2 separate regions of the Rattus norvegicus genome follow, and region 1 is linked to region 2. The links are chromatin contacts, called in public Hi-C maps. All regions are on one chromosome and are shown on one strand. Each heading gives the region's core, a stretch centred on a gene start, on an enhancer-like site or on the middle of the called end of the contact. The rest is flanking DNA. Distances are from core to core; before and after follow the strand shown. Region 1 has its middle 3.7 kb from the start of Bin3. Region 2 overlaps Pebp4 (phosphatidylethanolamine binding protein 4).

Region 1 (3,657 bases), core at 558-3,057, 66 kb after region 2:
AACAAAAGGAGATAGAAAAACTGCATTGCTGAACTGCTATGCGGGGTTTTATTATCTAATAGATATAGAATGACTTCGTTGCCTGGTGCTACCAAGACTCTCCAATGGTAATTATGGTTATTGGGAACTGTAGAAGGCACAGCAGGGGTGGGGAGCTTCCTGACACCAGCCTAAAGATACTCAGAAAAGCAAAAGCAGGAGAGATTCCTAGATACTGCCTGGTAACATAGTGGCTCTCGACCTGTGGGTCACAACGCCTCTGCTGATCAAACAACCCTTTCACAGGGATCACATAGCAAGTTTCTTGCATACCAGATATTTACATTACAGTTCATAACTAGCAAAATTACAGCTAGAAAGTAGCAACAAAGATAATTTTATGCTGAGGGGCTCACCATACGAAGGTCACAGCATTAGGAAGGTTGAGAACCACTGTTCTAAGAATAGCTGCTTCTATCTCTTTGAACTCTATTCACTCCAAAGTAGTGCCTTGTAAGCTCTGGAAGCCAGAGTATACCTAGCACTTGCGGATGTTAAATGTCCCAAACCGATTCCGTGTTTGCAATGAATGTGTAGCCGAAACCCTGCTCCTAGGAGAAGTTGGATGAATGTTTTGTTTCTGCCTTTTCCAGTATTTTTAGCATTTAAAAATTATGTGTATCCAAGTATTTTAAATTCTTCACGCTAGTATACACAGTCCTACTATGTGAAAGGCCATTCAGAATGGGAGGAAAGGGCTATAAAACTCTGCCAAGGGGCCAAAGTCACCCCAATCCCTGATGAGAGGCCCTTACCACAGGGCCCAAAGTTGCTCCCCTGGACCAATAGGCCAGAGCAGGAGAATGTCCTAGCCCTATAGTTTCACAGCAACAAGGTAGGAGCAGAAAAAAAATCAGATAAAAGCAGCCAAACACAGCAAATACTGCTCCTTGGGAACAGAGAAGGGTGCTATTCCAAAGAATAGTATGTGAGTGCTGCCTCTTCTGACAGCAAATTCCAGCTCCACATGAAGGCTTCAGGGCCCCATCCAGGGACAGTTGTTAGTCCTACTCTGTGTCACTTTAACAGCATTCCCACCAGGGTCCCCCCCCCCCTCAGGAGCCCTGTCTTTAATGGTTTACCTACATTTCCCATTCCCAGTGTACTCTGGACCTACCTGGGGAAATTGGTCTCTCAGGGCCAGCTGGCCATGGCTTAATACTGTCCTGATAGTTATCTACAGTGAGGACCTACTGCTGTGGGTTGACCCCTACCTCAGGGGTCTCCCCTGACCTCATCTGGCACCTCACACTCCAGTGCCTGGGGATCATCCAAAGGGGATTGTTTTGTTCCTGATATCCTCCCCCCCCCCAACTCACTCACTCATCTCTTCCCTGGGCCTGTGAGCTAATTGGAGAGAAGGAGGGGGAGGAGGGGGACGCTGCTCGCCTTCCCCGTTATCTGCAGCAATCCTGGGTGACTAATGCTCCCAGTTGGTGAAAAGGCAGTGTAATCAAAACACTTTTTTTTTAGTCCTTAAACTTAGTCATTCTTCCAGAGTGGAGGAAGGGGGGGGGGGAGCCCACAGCAAGCACCATGAAATGCAAACTGAGAGGCTCCCACTGCTAGGTGGAATCAAAGCATTGGCTCCGGGGGCTCCCTGCAGATCTAAGGTCTGCTGCGGCCCTACTCCTTGGTGCCCTGGCTAAACTTCCTCTGCATCTTTGTTTGCCTTGGCTTCCCTTGGCATCTGGGTTATGGGCTCCCTGAAGGTCTTCCAGGCTGAGTCAGGAGGTGCCCTTTGCTCTCACCCTACCAGGTGCTGCCATCTGCTGGTGCCAGCTTTCCAAAGGGCAGGAAGCATTAAAGTGCTCTTAGTTACGGGCTTTGGTAATAGGCTGGCCCTTCAGTACTCATGCTGCTTCTGGCTCCAAATGCTGGCCTGAGAGCCTACTGCACCTCAACAGAGCTAAAGACAGTCAGAAGGTGGCAAGAACTTTGGAAGTCATTAAGGAGAAGTGATATACTCAAGTGGAAAAAAAAAAAGCAGAATTGGAGCTAGGTTACCCAGGTTGGGATTCTTCTTCATCACTCCATGGCTGTGCTTCATACCTGTAAAGATGGCATCAGTGATAGCATCACCTACATCACAGCATTGTTGTAAGGATTAAATATTGGTTACCTAGACAAGTGCATGGTATGGCATGCATAGTTGATTGATTATTAACTATTTGTCAGAATAACAAAATAAGATGGCACACATACCATCTTAGCCCCTTTGCTCATTCATGGCAGACATTACTAATCCATCACAGAATGTCTTCATCAGACTCACAGAGTGAGTTCCCAGAATCCTCAATATAGTAGTCTAGACAGCTAGTAATAAACAGTCAAAATTGGCACATGGAATGACACTCATTTGTCAAACCTGATTTAGACTGTGGTCAAGGAAGATGAAGCCCATTGGAAGAAATAAGTAACTCTTAACCCCTTGGAGGCAAAGCCAAAGCCTAGTAGAGATTCCTCATCCAGTCACTTGCTGTTTGTCATCCTGGCTTGAGATATGACTTTTAAGTAGCCAATGTGGGCTTCCCATTCTCCACAAAATTTTACTCTGACACCCTCATCTTCTGTCACCCTAGCTTGCCATTTCATACCATTGGCTCTTGGCTTCTTGGGGAACTCTGATTTAGTGGTACCCTTCTAAGCAATTGAAAAGCATGGAGAAGCAAGCTGAGGTCCATGGAGAACATTGAAGGCCTGGATCTTGGTCCATTTCAGGAGCCTCCATGAGGCTTTGTGAAAGAGTTGGGCCATCCCTAAACTTCATATTGGAAAGGCTAGGACAAAGCAAGATGTAACATATTCTGAGACACCCCCCCCCCAGAGCATTTGTATATAAGTTCCTGAGTTAAAGACTCTGAGGAGAGGTTGGGGCAATAATAGATCTGTTCCTCTATAGCTTTGCTCATTAAACAGACCTCTGCCATCTGCCATCTGGGGAAGAAGCAATATTTACCAGGTTTTCAGTCAGGAGCATCACCTCTGCCTGAAGCCCTTCCAGTCTCAGCTTCTACTTATAAACCAACCTTGCTCCTTTCCATCCCTGAAGAGGCAGGATCAACCTGTATTATACTGTTCTTTGGTTATAGAAAGGCAAGACACAGATTGTAGTTCTGCAGACCATGTGCGCTAGGTGGGTTCCTGTGCACAGCTACCTAGGGAGGAGTACCACTCACTCACCCGGAGGGTCACAGAGAGAAGCTTCTAGGTGTGCAGAACATGAAGGAACCTGACTATCCACCCTATGCCTAAGGTCCTGCTTGCTGAAAGGAAGGAAGGCCATGCTGAGTTCAGAGACTTCCAGACACTTCCCAGACAGACCCTGGGAAGCCAACAATCTCCCCAGTAACCTAGAAGGTCTTGCTGATTATGTTAAAAGTCTGAGGTCGGCAATAAGCAAAGAGTCCCAGTTAGGCCTCAGACTGAATCCTTTTCTCTCTAAAGATTCATATTTAGCTTCATCCTCAGACATCAACAATTGCTCAGACCTGCTCATTTCTCTGGTCTTGTCTCTGTTCGGGTCCTGTCTCCTCTGTCCCATTTCCCAAGAGCCTCTAGCTCAGTGGTTCTCAAGCTATGATAGGTCTGACCCCTTTGCAGGTCCTGCACATCAGA
Region 2 (3,903 bases), core at 888-3,387:
ACACACACACACACACACACACACCTCTTCCAAGGCCATGTTCCTATTCTGCCAGCCCACCAATGGTTGGTGGCCTCTCTTCCCGCTCTGTATTTCATAGAACAGACAAATCCATAGGCACACATCTACCTGGATTTTTCTAATAATTCTTCAAGCTAGGGAAGTCCTAGGGTCTTGAGGATGTCCTTGTGTGTCAGACTTATGCATTTCAAGGCAACTGGGGCTGGGAAGGCAGGAATGGGGCTTCAATTCTGGCCATACCCCAGAGCACAGCCTCAAGCGGGTACAGTGGCATCCTTAGGCTTCTGAGCCACGGTTCTCTACCTCTGTTATCTTACTCACAGGATCTCGGTCCAGGGTGGTCACCTTGACCCACCTGGGAGCAGGGACCTTGACTTCAGAGCCCCCACAGCATGGATCCCCTGAGACTAATTTCACAACCCAGCACCGAGTTTACTACACGTTTCAGATGAAGGTGTGTCAGAGCCGAGAGCATGCTTCTGCCCGCTGTGTGGGCGTCAAGTTCAATGCCTTCTTGTCAACACTTGAATGTGTTGAACATCACTCACAAGGGCATTCTTTAAGAAACCTATTAAGTTAATTACCCAGGCATTTTCCCTCTCTCCCCCTATCCATGCATCTCACATAAGGCACACACACACACACACACACACACACACACACACACACACACACACACACAGATGCAAAAAAATTGGCTTTCTTCCTTTCTGAGATACTTTTGATGTAACTCCTCTCTTTTTGGCACAATAGCATCTTGTTTATTTCTCCAACAGTTAGTCAGGGTAGCTACACTACACAGACCCACTCCTTCACTCAAATCTCAGGACCAAATGCAGCTAAGACAGGGTTTGTGACCCAAGAGATGGAGGAGTGGTTTGCCTGCTATCCTCATTTCTAGCTAACTTCCCTCAAAAGTGGTAATGAGGAGGATGAGAACAGCAAGAATGACACAAGAGTCCTCCAAGAGATGCAAGTCCATTGGCAAGCATTTTCTCAAAGCAGCCCTGTGCCCAGGGTTTCTGTAAGAAGACAGCACTCCACTCAAAGCATTGTCTCATTAGAGATTATCAAACCAAGTAGGGAGGTCAAGAGATCTGGGTTCTAGAACCTTTCTGCTATGGACATCTGGTCCTTAGATGCCTGGGTCATGAATGTGTCCCTTTGTTGAATGCGGGAGTGGCCCTAGATCATCAGTTATGGCCCTATGATCCCCAGTCATGGGGCTGCTGTTCACTACTCATCTGTGCCTGCACAACTACCTACAGATGGGGAGGGGTCAATCAAGGGGAGGGGAAGGGAGGCAGTGTTCAGACTATACATAGAAACCACCTGGAAAAGTTCATCTATATGCTGTGCTAGATGAATGGCTGTAACCCTGAGTGATGACGCTTCTGGACAGGGAGACAGGCAAAGTTAAAGCCTGTGGCAGACAAGGCTCTCTGGCTCTAACAGGTAGCTTTGATATTTGTGCTGCCATGACACAGATGGGAACTTTGCGTATTTGAATGGAAAGCAGAAAGAGCAAAAAGAAGGGACTATAGAGACCTAAAAGGAGGTATCAAGCAGCCAGACCTCAACCTTACTGTATCAGATGATATTGAGACCACTGGCTTTGAAAAGAGAGCAACACCCCATAGTTTTCTTATAAATACCCTACATAACCCAAAACCTCAACTTTCTACCTACAAGGAAGCAAAAACACTGCAGGGAAAATAAAAGATGCTGCAAGAGGATGCTGGAAGATGCACTCTCTCCTGTACCCATACCCATCTTGGTCTTCTGACCACAGCCTGTTATTCCCCTAGTCACAAGAAACTATCTCAACTCTCAGTCAGAAGTTCTCGAATCACAGGGTTCAAGGGACCCTAGGGACCTACCTTCCTTTCCCTACCCCTGGGTAGCCCTTCTCCTAAGCCACTCAAGCCTTTAATGGCCTGTCCTGTTCTGGAGTGTGTGGAAATGGCCTGTATGTCTGGGCACATTGGGAACCTTGGACCTTTCGAAGGCCTTGATTTCCTCAGGATGCTTTTGTTCCTAAGGGAACCACAAGACTATCTACAGTCACTCCCACCCTTCCCCCTGCCTTCCCTCTGATTCAGGGCTGATGAAAGCCTGGTCATTTCTGACTCACACCCCATCTCTCCACATGCCCCTAGAGACCACTTCCATCTATGTAAGGTCTAGGGGAGTATCGTTGGAAGTGCGGAAAAGAGCTGGCTGAGGCCAAGGACTTGACCCTGAGCACCTCAAGGTTGGAAAATTGAGCTCACAAGCCCTCACTGCCTTCTCCCCTAAGGCATCTAGCACAGTTTCACTCTGATGCAATACTCTGACAGGCAGGTTCTATGACATAGGAAACTGGAGGCCTAGACACCTTCTCTGGGAGGAAGAGAGAAGCCTCTGTTGCTGTCCAGACTTTGGCCATGCTTCATCTAATGCTCATTTCTGGAACTTTTTCCCCTAACATAGGGCCCTTCCCTCAGTGATTTAGCAGACCTCAGTCCTAGACTGGGAACATGCCCCACACCCAAGCAGCCTGACACAGCTCTCTGTCAGGGATCATCCTTCCTCTAGGTCTGAGAAGACCTATGGGCAGAGGCTTTGCAAAAGAAAGAGAAAGAAAGAAAGAAAGAAAGAAAGAAAGAAAGAAAGAAAGAAAGAAAGAAAGAAAGAAAGAAAAAAGAAAGAAAGGAGAAGGAAGAAAGAAAGAAAGAAAGAAAGGAAAGAGAAGGAAGAAAGAAAGGAAGAAAGAAAGAAAGGAAGGAAGGAAGAGAAAAAGGTATTGCAGCAAAGTATGATGTGATAATTTTCTCCCTTCCCTATACCTCTCTACATAAAGTATACACATATCTGTAGAAGCTCATGTTTGCTTAAGTTGACTTGGGACTTAAGTATTTCATAAAGCCAGGGCCCCAAGTATCAGAATCCTTCACCCAAACTGGGATTCCTGCCTAATTGCACACATGCACACACACATAAACACAGACACAGACACACACACACACACACACACACACACACACACACCCTTAGCACTAGGCTATGGCTCTTTGGGATAGCATGTTCAATGACTGTGTGCACACACTCACACATTCCCTGAGAAAGCCCCTGAGGCCTCTGTAGGAAGACTTTCCGGGAGACATTTATGGTTAAAGAGGAAGTCTGAGCACTCTGCAGCAAACAACCCAGGCCAGAGAACCTGCAGATGCCTGCCAGGAGTGGAGTTAGGTCAAAACCATCTCACTAGCTCTGTAGATTTCAGTCCATTTCCTAGATTCATGCTGCTTTGTGACGCAGGCCTTGGTAGAAAACCACATGTAAACACATGGGTCAAATGACTTAGGCAAGGTCATCCATTACCAAGGCCAGCACCTCGACCTCTGCACCCTCTCAGGTGTCCTGGGTTTGGAGGGAGAGCCAGACAAAGTCACTGAGGTGGGGTGGGACAGTGCAGAGGACCCTCCCAGAATGTCTTGGGACCAGTGCGCGCGCACACACACACACACACACACACACACACACTGAGTTCTGATGCCTAACGTAGTAACTACCAGATCCAAGTGATTCTTTCCATTTAGATGAAGTAAAATGAAGTCATCTTTGCTCCAAGTCCCTTCCTGGGTAGCACTAGTTCCCTGTCCAGTGCTGGATGAGAACATGGGGCCACAGTTACTCTGTAGGAGGGCACAAAGGAACACATTCTCACCATGGTAGAACACTGCAAAAGGCAAGGCTGACCTGGAGGGAGGTGAGTGGGAAACCTAGTTGCCTGAAGGATCTGTTCCTAGGTTGCAAGGGGTTGGAGGGTAATGCTGATAGGCTCCCAGCTCCACAAAAGAAGGACAGGAGGATGCAGCAGAAGAGAGGAGGAGAAAGGGA

What was found. Hi-C and Micro-C count contacts between places; a contact is called where the count stands out from the background.
Region 1: a Hi-C map of the A7r5 cell line shows a contact between it and region 2, with 2.9 times the contacts expected there. The contact joins two enhancer-like sites. A contact is called at or near these places in 6 of 12 Hi-C or Micro-C datasets (the A7r5 cell line, the Rat2 cell line, kidney and 3 more).

What each region holds. Positions count from the first base shown.
Region 1 is chr15:51,577,899-51,581,555 of GRCr8, forward strand. No RefSeq gene overlaps it. Among named protein-coding and RNA genes, the nearest start is that of Bin3, 3.7 kb to the right of the region's middle. Within about 2 kb of position 1,808, at least 14 of the 93 cell types and tissues checked have an H3K27ac peak or open chromatin away from gene starts, as enhancers often do. A contact at or near this core is called in the A7r5 cell line, where this site is marked.
Region 2 is chr15:51,511,589-51,515,491 of GRCr8, forward strand. All of the region lies in intron 3 of Pebp4 (phosphatidylethanolamine binding protein 4), which reads left to right. Among named protein-coding and RNA genes, the nearest start is that of Egr3, 47 kb to the right of the region's middle. Within about 2 kb of position 2,138, at least 7 of the 93 cell types and tissues checked have an H3K27ac peak or open chromatin away from gene starts, as enhancers often do. A contact at or near this core is called in the A7r5 cell line, where this site is marked.